Regions from separate parts of the Hordeum vulgare genome. Here region 2 is linked to region 1. The links are chromatin contacts, called in public Hi-C maps. All regions are on one chromosome and are shown on one strand. The core of a region is the stretch at or near the end of the contact, and the rest is flanking DNA. Distances in the headings are between cores, read along the strand shown. Region 1 has its middle 140 kb from the start of LOC123399074. Region 2 holds the start of LOC123395880 (9-cis-epoxycarotenoid dioxygenase NCED5, chloroplastic-like).

The links. Hi-C and Micro-C count contacts between places; a contact is called where the count stands out from the background.
Region 2: a contact with region 1 is called in a Hi-C map of leaf, with 5 times the contacts expected there. The contact joins the promoter of LOC123395880 here to the enhancer-like site in region 1. A contact is called at or near these places in 4 of 6 Hi-C or Micro-C datasets (leaf and seedling).

Annotation. Positions count from the first base shown.
Region 1 is chr5H:15,415,875-15,422,560 of MorexV3_pseudomolecules_assembly, forward strand. No RefSeq gene overlaps it. Among protein-coding and RNA genes, the nearest start is that of LOC123399074, 140 kb to the left of the region's middle. Within about 2 kb of position 4,572, at least 2 of the 3 cell types and tissues checked have open chromatin away from gene starts, as enhancers often do. A contact at or near this core is called in leaf and seedling, where this site is marked.
Region 2 is chr5H:15,782,489-15,789,559 of MorexV3_pseudomolecules_assembly, forward strand. LOC123395880 (9-cis-epoxycarotenoid dioxygenase NCED5, chloroplastic-like) reads right to left here and starts at 3,312. Exons shown (of 1, transcript XM_045090912.1): 1 at 767-3,312. The coding sequence starts at 3,138. The coding sequence ends at 1,315.

The DNA of each region.
Region 1 (6,686 bases), core at 3,322-5,821:
AGACCTAATTAACAATGCCCGCCCGGTTATCGTGGTGCATTACAAATCCTGAACTAAATGACGCACTCCGTGATGCCATTTCGGCCGGAGAGAGTGATTAGTTGTACACTTCCAATATAGTAGGAGACTTTATTGTCTGGTATCAACACGTATGCCAATGTTGTTCACTGAACACACGTACGTAGCGTGTTTTCCGTGCTCATGAGTATCGGCACCAACTTGTACAAGATCTGTCTATTATTTTATTTTATTTTTGTACGTAGCTCCAACAAAGCGGGGAACCGGCCATCCTTTGCCTGGCCGGAAGCGTTGGGGCGTCTAGACGCCGCGGCCAAGCAGGCCGTGGAAATTTCATCCCTACAAATATAAATAAATGATGTAGGTTGCCAATGGCAATGACATAGTGGGAAAGAAAAATAAATCGAGGATAACATTTTTAAATAGGTAAACGTTTACCACCCGCGCGCCGGCGAAAACCTTACGCCGGACGCACGTGGACGGTTGGATAAAAAAACGCTTCGGCGCTTTCTGGCGGCATATTAACATGGGTCCACCTGCAGTTTTTCTTCCTGTTCCTCCATCCTCCCTCACCACTCCTCTTTTTGTTGTGTTCGTTGTGCCGTCGATGAGGGCCACCCCACCTCTCCCTTTCCCTCTCCCAGAAGATAGATGGCAGCGAGGTTGCTGGCAAGAGTTTGCATCGCGGGCGAGGTTGCGAAGCCGAAGCTGCAAGTTCATGCGTCAAAGCTACAACCCTCCTGAAAAAGCTACAACCAGCATCGCTTTTTTGCAACCGGCGACGAAAAAAGCTTCAAACCGGCGATAAGAAATACTACAATCGGCATTATCGAAAGCTTCAACCAGAGACGAGGGGAATCAAGGGCCACCCATCACGCAAGACGCGAATGCTGCAACCGGTGATGAAAAAAGTTTCAACCGGCTAGGAAAAAAGCTTCAACCGACGATATAAAAAGCTTCAACCGGCGACAGCGAAACACAAAAAGCTACAATCGTTGACACAAAAGCTTCAATCATATGTTTGAAAAGCTTCAACCACAGACCAACGAGGAAAGCCTGTCACTTTTTCTACAACTAGCAAAAAGCTTCAAGCGACATATAAAAAGCTTCAACCGTTGTGGAAAAAGCTTCAACCATTGATGGAAAAAGCTTCAACCGTTGATGGAAAAAGCTTCAACCGTTGATGGAAAAAGCTTCAACTCGTGAAAATAGCTTCAACCACCGTGAATAAAGCTTCAACCGATACAGCATACCGACGATGATGGGAGCGGTGACACCGGGGAGCTGCGGACCGACGGCATGGCGGTGCTACATCTCAGAGGGGAAAACGCTTCAAGCGACACATGGAGTTGCAACCCGGAGGGCACAACTATTGCATGGGGGTAGAGCTGGGGATGAGGGGCGGCGGCCGGCAATGCGGACGACCAACGAGGTGCGGGCGGTGGCCGGCGATGCGGACGGCCAACGAGGGTGCCGACCGGCGAGGACATCTGCCGAGGGCGCCGACCAGCGACAAGGATGTTGTAGTCGTGCTTCAAGCGCGGGGCAGGGGTGTCGGCGGTGCTCGGGGCGTTGACTCGCGAGGGGGGGACGAAACGGTAAACAAATCTGACAGTCTTTAACCGTTGTATCAAACGGTTGGGGTCCGACCGGCAAAAGCTAGCGCCGGTCCGCTAGCGCCTAGCACTGCCCTTTTGAATATTCACCGGTGTAAAAAGGAGGCACCGAAAAGCCCTCGGGTAGGTGCCCCCACATGGTAGCCCCCATGGGCTACGTGGATGACGCTAGTCAGCCCGAATCAAAATACTCCCTCCACCCCGGTATATCAGTTATCTTAGTTTATGCACCATAACCAAGATGAAGATAAAAACTAGAGAAATCAATGCTAATCTATTAATTAATACCAGGAAGCTCACAAAGGGGCATCTGCAACCTGACATGAAAGCCACATGTTTGTCGGGAGAGGCGCATGGTCAGCTAGGAGAGACACATTATCGAAGAAAAAGATAGGTCAACGGTCTCTTCAAAAGTATTTAACAAATTTAGCCGTGTAAATATGTGGGCTGCCTAATACATCTCGGTGCTTTGTTAGGTTGAACTGATCGATTCCGTTCATCGGGTTTGAAAGAAATTTGATTGGTTAGAATGTGGACTGATTGATTCTCTAGAAAATAAAAGTGAAAACCTTGGTGGACCAAAATTTCATTGGTTCTTATCTTTTACCAAACAAACCGAAGAGCTGGAGAGGACGAGTCGGTGAAGAATTTGCCGCCAGGATATCTCAAGAGAGGCGGTGACACAACACATGTGTTGACCGGGAAAATCATAGCAGAGGAGTCGGCGGAACGAGGGACATCAACCTTTTGGTTTGCTGGTTGCTAGAGAAGTAGGATGGCGAGAAACAATGGAGAGGTGTGCAAGGTCGGGAGGTTGGTGTAGCATTTGTTGGGTTCCATACTGTTATCAGATGCTATTGGTCCTGCGGATTGTAATTACTTTTGATTATTTTGCGTGCTTGACGACAAGAACTGAATTTTCAAGCTAAATTTGGTTTTCTAGAATCGATGATCAAATTAGTTAACAAACTGATTCTTGTGGTTCAGAAGTTCTGTATCTGGTTAATATGGCCAATCCTACCACCCGACTTCTTTTGAGTAAACCATGTAATGACTAAACATATACACCCTTTCTCACACCACGTAAGGACAAGCAGACTCTTGATCCATGGACTCTCTTAGAGAGTCTATAAGCGCATTGCCTCAAACAATCCCTCATACATCCACGAACAGGCCCGATCAGCGGTCAAATAAAAGAGAGAAGAAAAAAGCAACTCAACCGGACATTTCATATCATCCCTAATGTCAACCCTCATATGCATCTCAATTATAGGAAGGATATGAGGGCTCATGGACACGTCCGAGCACGCCCGGTCATTCCACCACATAAGACGAGACCCACCCCGAATCACTTTTCCTTTTTCTTTATTCATTCTTTTCTTCCTCTTTCTTCCTCTCCATCAATCATATATAAATGATGGGGCATATAAGGAAAAAAAATAAAGAACGTGGCTGTGCACATGAACAAATGGGGATATGCTAGGAAGTCATACTTGCTATGTCCGGCGGCTATAGATGATTTTCTCTTGTGAAGTTTACGGCATCGATATATTCAGAGACGCCACCCCACGCCAGTGGCTAGACCCTTTCGCTGTCTCGTCTCCATATCCATATACATAAATCATAGCACATAAAATAAAAGTGAAATTATATATGCACATACGTGGCATATAGCAGGGCCGGGTGGTACCCGGGGGAGGTGGTGTGCCCTTGGAGGAAGGCAAGGCTGCATGGGCGCTGCCTGCTTGGCTTCAGGTGTAGGCCGGATGCATCAACGTGGCAGCTCCAGCCACGCGCACGCCCACACAGACACCTACCTACCTACCTGTCTGCCTGAAGAATCTACTGTCACTGACTTCTCTGCACTATTTTATCAACAATGTTAGACACGTCACTCCCGGTTTAGTTAACTATAAGCTTATAGACAACTAATTAGAGTACATCCATCTATCACCTAGCCATATATATAGCTTACATCTCGTCACTGTGATGCCGGGGATACTTTATGCTTCTCAAGGAAAATGCGACGTGCTAGTTTATTCATCACCACGTACGACTGATCATCGATCGCCTATAAAGCGGGAACCAATATATGCATTTGTTAAGATGGCAACGAATATATATAAAGAAGTACCGAATTTGGTACTAGCGTGACTACAAATGTGTGACCACGCTGGACACACATGCAATTCTATTTCGTTTGTAATCTAGCGTGCGTTCCATGCATCCAACATCTTGCAATGCCATGGCGCCACCTCGCATGTCTATGAATTAAGTATGGTATATAAGTTCTCGTATTCTTTTAGCTGGCCGTGTCCCAAATCGGCCTGCGTAATTCCTGCTTGATTGCATCACTGCATGCGTCTTTCTCCTATATATGTTGCAGAAAACGAATTAAGTGGTCATGCATGCATGCCACGCTTCTCTCTTTCGTCTTTGTCTATCCATCCGTCTATATGTGCCATGCAGGTATGGGGTTTATCCTCAACGGCAGCTAGCTAGTTAACGCTCACAATAAACTTGGCAATCTAGAGTGAGATGCCCCAAGGTGGCAACCCATGAGCATCTTTGTGGACCAAAATAATCTTTTCTTTTACTAGTTGTGCTCGGAAATAATCATTCCACATTGACCGGGTCGGGTTTACTTGGGTCAACTCTTTCGCCTCGCTAGTCGCTATCATCATCACACAACTAATTATGAATTGCAGGTTATCACTAATAAAAAATACAGTTATCACTAATCATTTATATTATATTTGTCCGTTGCTGTCCATGTCACTTCTACCGATCGAACACCAATGCATCAATCAGTCACTGTCCTCCCCTAGTTTTTGTTTTCCTTTGAATTAATCTCTCTTGTTTCTTCTGGACAATGGGACGTTGATCGTTTTCCTTGTTTTATTCTTGCGTGGTGCATGTGTACGTGCCAGCTTCTGTAGCTAGCTTGCATGTGTGTGCAAATTAAGCACAGTGAGTGTGGTAGCCAGTTGCTCTGGCTAGCTAGCTAGTTGCATGCGTACACTTGAAGTGCCGTAGACGACAGGTCAGAGGTTGCGCCACTCGATCCTTCAGGTCGACCTCGCCAAATACAATATATGTTTTTGTATATATATACACATCTACGTGCCGTGCGTATATATGTACGTATTGCAGATGTGCCGGTGACGCGTCTAGCTACATGCTCAGTGAAGGAGCGCTCGTATGTCTACGTGCAAGCCAAAGTAGGAATGATGGTTCTTTCCTTTTCAGTTTCTATATGCTTCCTCCGGTTTTATATACAAGACACTTTGTTTTTCGGGTTAAACTTTGATTTATAATTTTTGTCAGCAAAATACTGCAGGTCATATGTCATCAATTTTTTTTATCAAAAAGTTCTTTGAAATGTGCATCCAGTGTCATACTTCTTATGACATATGGCTCACATTTTGTTGGTAAAATTAATGGTTAAAGTTCGACATAAAAATATGAAGTGACCTTTTACTAGTAAATGGAGGGACTACTATGGTTACATATTAATTAGTAGGGTTAATTTGATCACCATGTATTAAAAAGTAAGCATTATATTAGTCTTTGGTTGCACCAGGTGTATATATATGGCTTGATTGGCTTGGTTAACTTGTGTGGACTCTACACTAACCATTATCGATCTTTTTCCAAATTTGGAACCATAGTGTGTTATCTACTTCATCTATCCATAAGTGTTGGATCAACTAGGATGAGTGTAGCCGGAGAGCCAAGCATTCTTGGGTTGACTCTGGATGATGATAAAGGCGGTTTGTACCATTGTCCACCAGGAACCAATCACCACGTTGAAATCATATGTGTTCTATTAAAGTGGTTTATCCTCCTAGTGATTGGAGACGTACCTATGATGCATGTGATAATTTTGTAAATATTGAGGCTCGGTGGTTTCGGTTTGTGAGTAGTGTTATGCGAGCATAGGTGGATGTTGTCTGAATGTACCTTGCACTGGTCATTTCTCAAAATATTAAGTTGGGTGTAGTCATGTGGTACTAGAGCTGCGACAATTAATTCAGATCAAAGAGAGCTACTAGTTTAGATCATACTAAGTCCATGGGATCAAACCCCTTTAACAACAAAATGGTACCCTGGGAATTGGCTGAACTTTACTTTCATGATGTTCAATTATTTCGAACATGGATATTTGGATGAATAATATATACAAAATAAAACTAAAACCACATATGGTTAATTATATTTTATTAATAAGCTGGGATTTTTTCCATGCATATTTACATGTTTAGGTGGCATAGTCCGCATGTTGGGAGAAATAATTCAGTGGGACTAGCTATTTAGATATAGAAAGCGCATTACCCTTCTAATATTATAACTAATCAGGAGTTAATAGCAAAAAAGCTGGATTGTGCATGTTCACTGTTTAGCATTTTATCAACAAGTGGATCGGAATTGACCAGATGTCGATCGACCATCCGAAGTGGAACATGCGGGCAGCATGGCACGAGGGTCTTGTTGGTGGGTTGACATTTTCCCAATTGTCACTGTCATTATCCACTGAGATTACCAGCTAGAGGAATGTGCTTTGTTAGCAACCAGGGTCAACCGGTCATGTGGCAGTAGTGTACTGTCTTAATGCTAATACACCTCATACGTACACCGGTCAACCCCTTATTTTCTTTATAGATATCTCAACGTTCTTTCTGTGTTCTGAGTGGGGCTGTTACTACTTTTGCATCAGCATCTGATCGAAAAGGTTCCGTGGATAATTGGAACCACGTAGGAGGAGTACTAGCATCCTGTTGCTAGCTAATTAATCAAGCTTGGTGTTAACAAACTTACACATGTGGATCGTGACTAGTTAAATACTCTGTGTTAGCGTGACACGTTGCCATCAACCTACTTTATAGTGCTCCTGCATGCAGGTGTTGTGCTAGTAGATTGCAGCTGGATAACGTAGTTATGCCACCATGTGTTTGGCTGATGGCTGCACTAACATGTTACTGTTGTCGGCGAACGAAACAAACCATTACTTAATTAGCTCACGGGTCACGGCCGGTTTTAATTATTAATTTG
Region 2 (7,071 bases), core at 2,062-4,561, 370 kb after region 1:
ACACCACCAAACAAGCACAAGGACGAGCAGCCCCACAGATTGTGTGTTTTGTGGGGGAAAAGCAAGCAAAGGCAAAGGCAAAAGGCCGGCGTTTTAATGTGGCACCAGACATTGCTGTGGAAATAATGCGGCAGCATGCAGGAACAGGAACAGCAAGCCAACAGAAATCCCACAAGCCGACACAAAGCACCCAGGTTAATTCAATAATGCTATATATACATAGATTTACAGGGGGTTTTAAAGACAGACGGCTTTTGATAGAAGATTACGAAGGATGAGGATCCCACCCCCTTGAAAACCAGGGGAAAAAGGTTAATTAGAAAATAAAGAATCCCAAATTATAACTTTTTATACGTTAAGCATTTTTAAGATTAATTTGATCCATTCAATCTCTTCCTAAAGAAAATAACAGTTCAGTAAAAATTATCTAAGAAATTTACTGGGCCCAATTCAGTAAAAAAAAGGAAATGATAAATGTCAAACATTCGAGAATTGCCCATGACAAATTAAACGTTGTTTTCTATGACAATGTTAATGGCAAAATTTATAGACAAGCACGATAATTCTTTTGACAGAAAACAAACAAAGAGCAGAATTGTCATGGTTAGCAAGTAAACATGTGATCCCTGCATATATAAATTGCCAAAAAAAACCGTTCGGTTTGCCACCGGCAAAATCCTAAGCGTTCGGGACTTGTCGGCATCCAAGAGAAATGAAGGAGATGGACACTTGGTGGGAAGAGCAGAGCAATGGACACATTGGAAGATGATGAAGATGGTCAAGCTTTATTATTACTACTACTGCTACTATATCACAGTGATCATGAGGAGTGTATATACACAGCAGAGAAAAGGAATTGAGTCCCCAACAGCACCTCAGTTGCTCCAGCACAACTGGGTGGTTCAATTCCTCTCTCTTGTCTTCTCTCTAGAAAAACAGGATCCAGCTGAGCTCTCAGCACCCTGTACAGCCACAGTGCCAAAGCTTCAAGCTCTCTCCCTACCTCTCTAAATTCCCCCTAGTATTTACTATACTACCCTGATGATTCTACCATGCACTAGTAAATACTTAGTGAGAATGTAAAAAAGGAAGCAACCAAAAAACCAAGTGATTAAGAGAGTGGTGATGAGTAACCGCCGCTAACTGTTTCCTCTTCCGGGGACCTCTCTCTGTGGCTCCCTCTGGAAAAGCTTTTTTTCCCTCCAAATTTTCCTTGCCCTGCTTCCTCTGCTTCTCATCCGAGAAGATGGGAGGGATGGAGGGCGAGAGGAGCAATGGCGTTGTTGAGGCGTAGTCAAAGAACCAAGGAATCGATTAGTGCTGGGCGTCGAGGTCGGCGTCGCCGATGAATGTGCCGTGGAAGCCATAGGGGACCCGGGACGGCAGCTGCACGGTGGCCTCGAGCCGCATGTCGGCGGCGTTGACGACCAGGAGCTCGGATGTGCCGGCGTCCTCGTCGCGCACGAAGGAGAGCACGTAGCCGTCGTCCTCGGCGCCGGGGCGCGCGTGCTCGCCGTCCATGGGCACGAAGCACGGCTCGCCGCCGAACCGGCCCTCGCCGTACTCGAACTTGGTCAGCTCGCCGGTCACCAGGTCCACCTTGGCGAACCCGGACACCTTGGGCCACGGCTCGGCCACGGCCAGGTAGGCGTACCTCGTCTTCCGGCCCAGCATGTTGCGGTTCACCATGCCGACCTCGAGGTTCACCTGGCTCTCCAGCGGCAGGATGGCCCGCCGCGTGGACTCGCCGGTGCGCGTGTTGAGCCGGATCTCGGTGAGCACGCTCTCGAGGTGGTCGTCCGTGTCGTTGAAGATGGAGTCTGCGGGGGTCATGCAGGAGCCGATCACCACCACCTCGTCCGTCTCCGGCTCCTCCCACGAGTTCCAGAGGTGGAAACAGAAGCAGTCCGGCACGTCCACCCACATCATCTCCGACGAGTCCTTGGCGTACTTTGGGAGGACGCCGAAGCGGGAGGTCTTCTCCTTGTCGAGCATCACCGGCGAGCCGCCGCGGAACATCTCGGCGAGCTTGAACACCATCTGGTGGTCGGGCACGACGACGAAGTTCTCGGTGATGGCGAAGTCGTGGATCATGGTGGGCTGGTCGAGCTCGATCTCGACGTCGGCGGACTTGGTGCCGTCGGCGTGGAAGTAGAAGTACTTGAGGTACGGCTTCTTGATGACATCGTAGCTGAGCGCGAAGAGCTCGCCGGAGACAGGGTCGAGCTTGGGGTGCGCGATCATGGCGCAGTCGAGCTGGCCGTCGAAGTCGTAGCGGCCGACGGTCTCGAGGTCGCCACCGGCGGTGACGCGGACCTGGTACGGGAGGTCGTCCTCGGACATGGCGAGGAGGCGGCCGTTGAAGTAGACGAGGCCGGCGTTGGCAACACCAGTGCCGTGGGACGGGTCGACGAGGCCGCAGGCGCCGCGCGCGTAGAAGAGGGCCAGCCTCGCGATGCCAGAGTGGCCGTGGAGCTCGCCGATGGTCTTAGGGAAGACGGGCCTCCCCGCGGCGCGCTCCTGGGAGAGGCGGGCGGTCTCGGTGAAGCGGCAGGCGTAGGACTCGGCGGCGCCGTTTCGGATGCGGATGGCGTGGACCATGCCGTCGCCGTCGAAGAGGTGGTGGCCGGCCGTGGGCTCGAAGCAGGGGTTGGCGCCGTTGCGGGCGTAGACGCCGTTGATGAAGGGCGGGATGCGGCCGGAGACCGTGAGGGCGCGCACGGGGGGCTGCTCGCCGACGGGGGCGAAGTTGCCGGCGATCTGCACGGCCGGGTCGGCCGTGCGCGGCAGCGCGTGGGGCCGCTCCAGGACATTGTTGATGAACCCCTCCTCGAACGCGTCGAGCGCCGCGGCCGCCGCGCGCTGGAAGAAGTTGAGGCTCTGCTCGCCCTCGCCGCCGCTGCTCCCCTGCTTCTGCGGCGAGGCAATGGCAGGCGGCGACGACTGCTCGTACCCGGGCACCTTCCTCGTGGACGGCGACGAGACGTACGCCGGCGAGCGGGCCGTGCTGGTGGACGTGGCGGCAGCCGCGGCGGCCGCGCGGGGAGCGAACCGGACGGAGCCGGGGCCGCGTCGGCGCCCATGGTGGCGCTGTATCGAAGAGGAGGAGGCGAGGGGCTGCGCCGACAGAGTCTGCATCGCTGATCCTCGCGAGAAGTAAAAGAAGAAGAAGAAGAAGAAGAAGAAGAAGAGAGCTGGTCCGATCGATTCGAGTTCTCTCCGGCGAGCGAGCGCGGACGATCGGCGATCTTGGTGTGGGGGGCGAAGGGAAGGGAGAGCAGAGGAAGTGGGTGATGGGAGTGAGGGAGATGGGATGGTGAGGGTGGGGGAAGGCGGGAGGGATATTTATAGAGTTTGGGAGGGGGGGAGAAGGGACAGGGGGAGGAGGTGAGGTGAGGTGAGTCGTCGCGCCGGAGTGGCAGGAGACCACGTGGTTCACTCCCCACACCCCCACTCCCGACGAGACGACGACCACTTTTCTCTTCTTTTCTCTTCTCCTTTCCTTTTTCCTCCTCCTCTCCTGCTCGTTTTCGCTTCTCCTTTTCGCCTGCCCGTTGTTCGCGTGGGGGCAGTTTGGGGATTTTCACCCTACGCGTTTACTTGTGCCTCGTGTTGATGCGAGGGCAAACGAGTGCTCTCAACCAATAGCATGCTGACACCTCGAAAGGTATTAGTGCTATAATCTTTTTTTTTTATCGAGGTACTCCTTCCTTCGCCGTTTAGAAGGTGTATTTGAAAATTTTCTGAAACCTAAATAGTTATTGATTGGCTGTGGGATAAACTTAAAAATAGCATTCACATTATGCATACGGATAAAAATAATATTCCCACCGTTCCTAAATATAAGTCTTTGTACAGATTTCACTAGTGGACTACATATGGATGTATATAGACATACTTTAGAATGTACATTCAATCATTTTGCTTCGTATGTAGACACCTATTGAAATCGCTTAAAAGACTTATATTTAGAAACGGAGGGAGTACAACATTGTACTAGTAATTAACTATTATGAGTAATGCAATGCGTCCTGAACGTTGTTTATTATCAAAACACAAGTAATTTTAATTTTGCTTTCTAAACCGTGACGGAGAGAGTATTAGTGCTATACTACATCACAAACAACGTATTCTCTTTGATTAGATTTGTATCTGCATTTTATGTAGCTCGGTATTCGACATGGACCTCACGCAAGGCGCTCAAAACAATAATATTTGCAAAACTAATTAACCAATGTTCCTTCTCATAGAATTAGAAAAATCAATAATGTTTTCAATTGTAAGTATTTTTGTTTCAAACGGATTCAGATATATTGATGCAAATTTTAATAGTTTTAGTCGTATTTAATTAATTGAGTAGACATTCACACCATTTCTCACAGTCACGAAAAATGAAGTTTCAAAACCAACTAAATATGTAACTCATGGAAAATCAAATTTCTTTATGACAAACTATGTTGTCCTGCAAATGAAAATTTTCTTTACCAAGCATGGCAAATCCTAGCAAAAAACAAAACTAAACGTCGCAAGGATTTGACATGCTTGATAAAAGAAACACCAACATAATTTGCCATGAAAACGTTCGATTTGCAATAATTACAAAGCTGGTGCTAGGTTTTTTAAACATTTACGTATGTATATTGGTACACAATTTTATTATTTTCTACACATTTTTCTTTATGTTTCAGAAATAGTATACATATATTATACGCAGATTGGAAATATATTTGAAAAAAATATTGAATAATTTACTAGAAATAATATTTGATACTTTGAACATTTCATATAACCTTAACATGACTCACAAAAATTATTTTTTCAAATAAGTTAGTGTTGTTCTAAAAAAGAACTTTTTTCCTTTGGATAGGTTAAATATTTTTGTCATCAAAAACTATGTTTATTACGAAAATCAATTGTAACAATCACTTTTAATTTTTTAATTTTTAGAAATAACTCATTAATTTCAGTTAATCCAATCAAATATAAATAAATTTAGGAGGCATTTCACTCTATTTTCATTCTTTTACTATTTTTTCTATCAATTCAAAAACATCTTGCTACCAAAATTTCATTGTTTCAACATAATTTACAGATATAATTGAAATGTTCCCACACCCATTCCAAATACTTATGTCATATTCACTAACTTTAAAAATATTAAGAACTCCTTTTCAAAATTAATAATCTATAGTTCCTTGTTTTCTAATCTATACTTTAGTATTTATTCTGTCAATTTCAAAATATTATAGTTATGGGCACACATTTTTTACTGTTAGAAAATAGTTTAGAAAGATACCTCATAATTTTCACACACATTTCAATTATTTCAGTTATATTTTAAGAATATGCCACTAACATTTCTCATAAATTTCAATTATTTTGGGTCATGTTTCACCAATAACACCCATATTTAGAAAACATTAGCAACTTGTTTATTTCATCTATGAAAAATTGAAAAACATTATGATTATTGTAGTCCTCTTTTATTCTTTGTGATTTAAATTACACAGATATAATTTTATATTTATCATCTGGGGTCCCACATGTCGATACCAAAGGTATATGGTATATGCGTTCTTAGACACATTTTTATTTTATAAATGCTAAAAAGTGGTCTAGACCCAAGTCGATTGTACTTCACTATGGAACGGCTTCGCTAGAAAATTCAGGTTCTTGGTATGCACAGTTCAAACTTAAAAGTTGATGCCCCTCTATGAGATCGGTTAAATATTTTCAAAGTGAATATGGTCTATGGCTGGTTCATTTGTAAATTGTCGTGAGATAGATATTTTCATTCTGTTGCACTTGCATGGATTTTGATATCTAGTAACATGGTCCTCGACAATTTCTCAGTTACACGAGTAACTGAAAACCCATTTTAAGTGAAACATTGCATCACTAAATGCTTGAATAATAATTTTGATTTACCCTAGAACTAAGCGGTGCTCAAAGTTTCTTGTAGTATTAATTTTGTATCCGTATTCTTTTGCTTCGAAATTGTTTGGAATTAGAATTTTTCCTTCGTGTCGAAACAACACATGTATTTCACTCGGATTTTGACCTATATAGAGGTTTTCACTTTAGAAGGGGAGATGGAGGCAAATAGAACATTAAAAAAACTAACAAAGAATGGTTCCCCAAGATAAATGGCTCTCAATTTTTCATATGAGCTTACATGTATAAAGGTATTGAGCATTTTGCCTGTTTATGGGTATTTCTAACGATGCATTCTTTGCACCTATAAGAAAAATGTTAATATACTCCCCCACCCAACAAATAAATGTGTGGTACCTCTTATAATCATTAACATAAACTTAAAATCCATTTTACCTTTTCCATTATCTTTCCGAAGTCGTGTGCAATCTTCAATGCAAATTAGCGCAAAACTATACTAGATACTGGTTTCCCCAAAATTAAGGGCACATGTTTGTTCGAGAGTACTCTAAAATTCCGAGTCTGTAGTGGAACTTTGCTTCAAAACTTGAACTGCATATTTAAAAATTAAGATTAAAATCTTTATACCGTTTTCGGTGCAGCTTACAAATAATCATTTTTAATGAAACATGCAAATTGTAAGGCCATATCTACATGTATATGTGCAGAAAAAAGTTAAATATATTTGGAACCCGTTCACATGATTTTCATTTATTTTGACAATACCTGGCGCCCAAAACGCCAATTTCCTTTCGTCTTTAGTTAGACAAGAACTGGAGCCCCTCGGTATCTGCTTAGATTTATGCGATACCGATGGACACAACCTAATCGTCAGATGCACACATCCACAAATCAAATGGTGGCATGCAAGTGCAACTAACGTCTTGGTCCAGCCGGCCGGCCTTCGTCTCTCCTCCACACCACCCTTCACCCTAGGATTTCCTTCTCCCCTAGGTATACGTACACAAAATCTGTATCTGTCTATTTGGCGTTTTCGGTCAGATTGCTCGTCCCCCTCCCGTGGACGCGTCGGTCTCCATGGAACGAGCGGCCTAGCTGCGAACGTACCATTCCGGTTGCACTGCATGCACGCTACCAAACACTGGCTGCAAAAAGAAGAATTAATTCGGGCGTTAA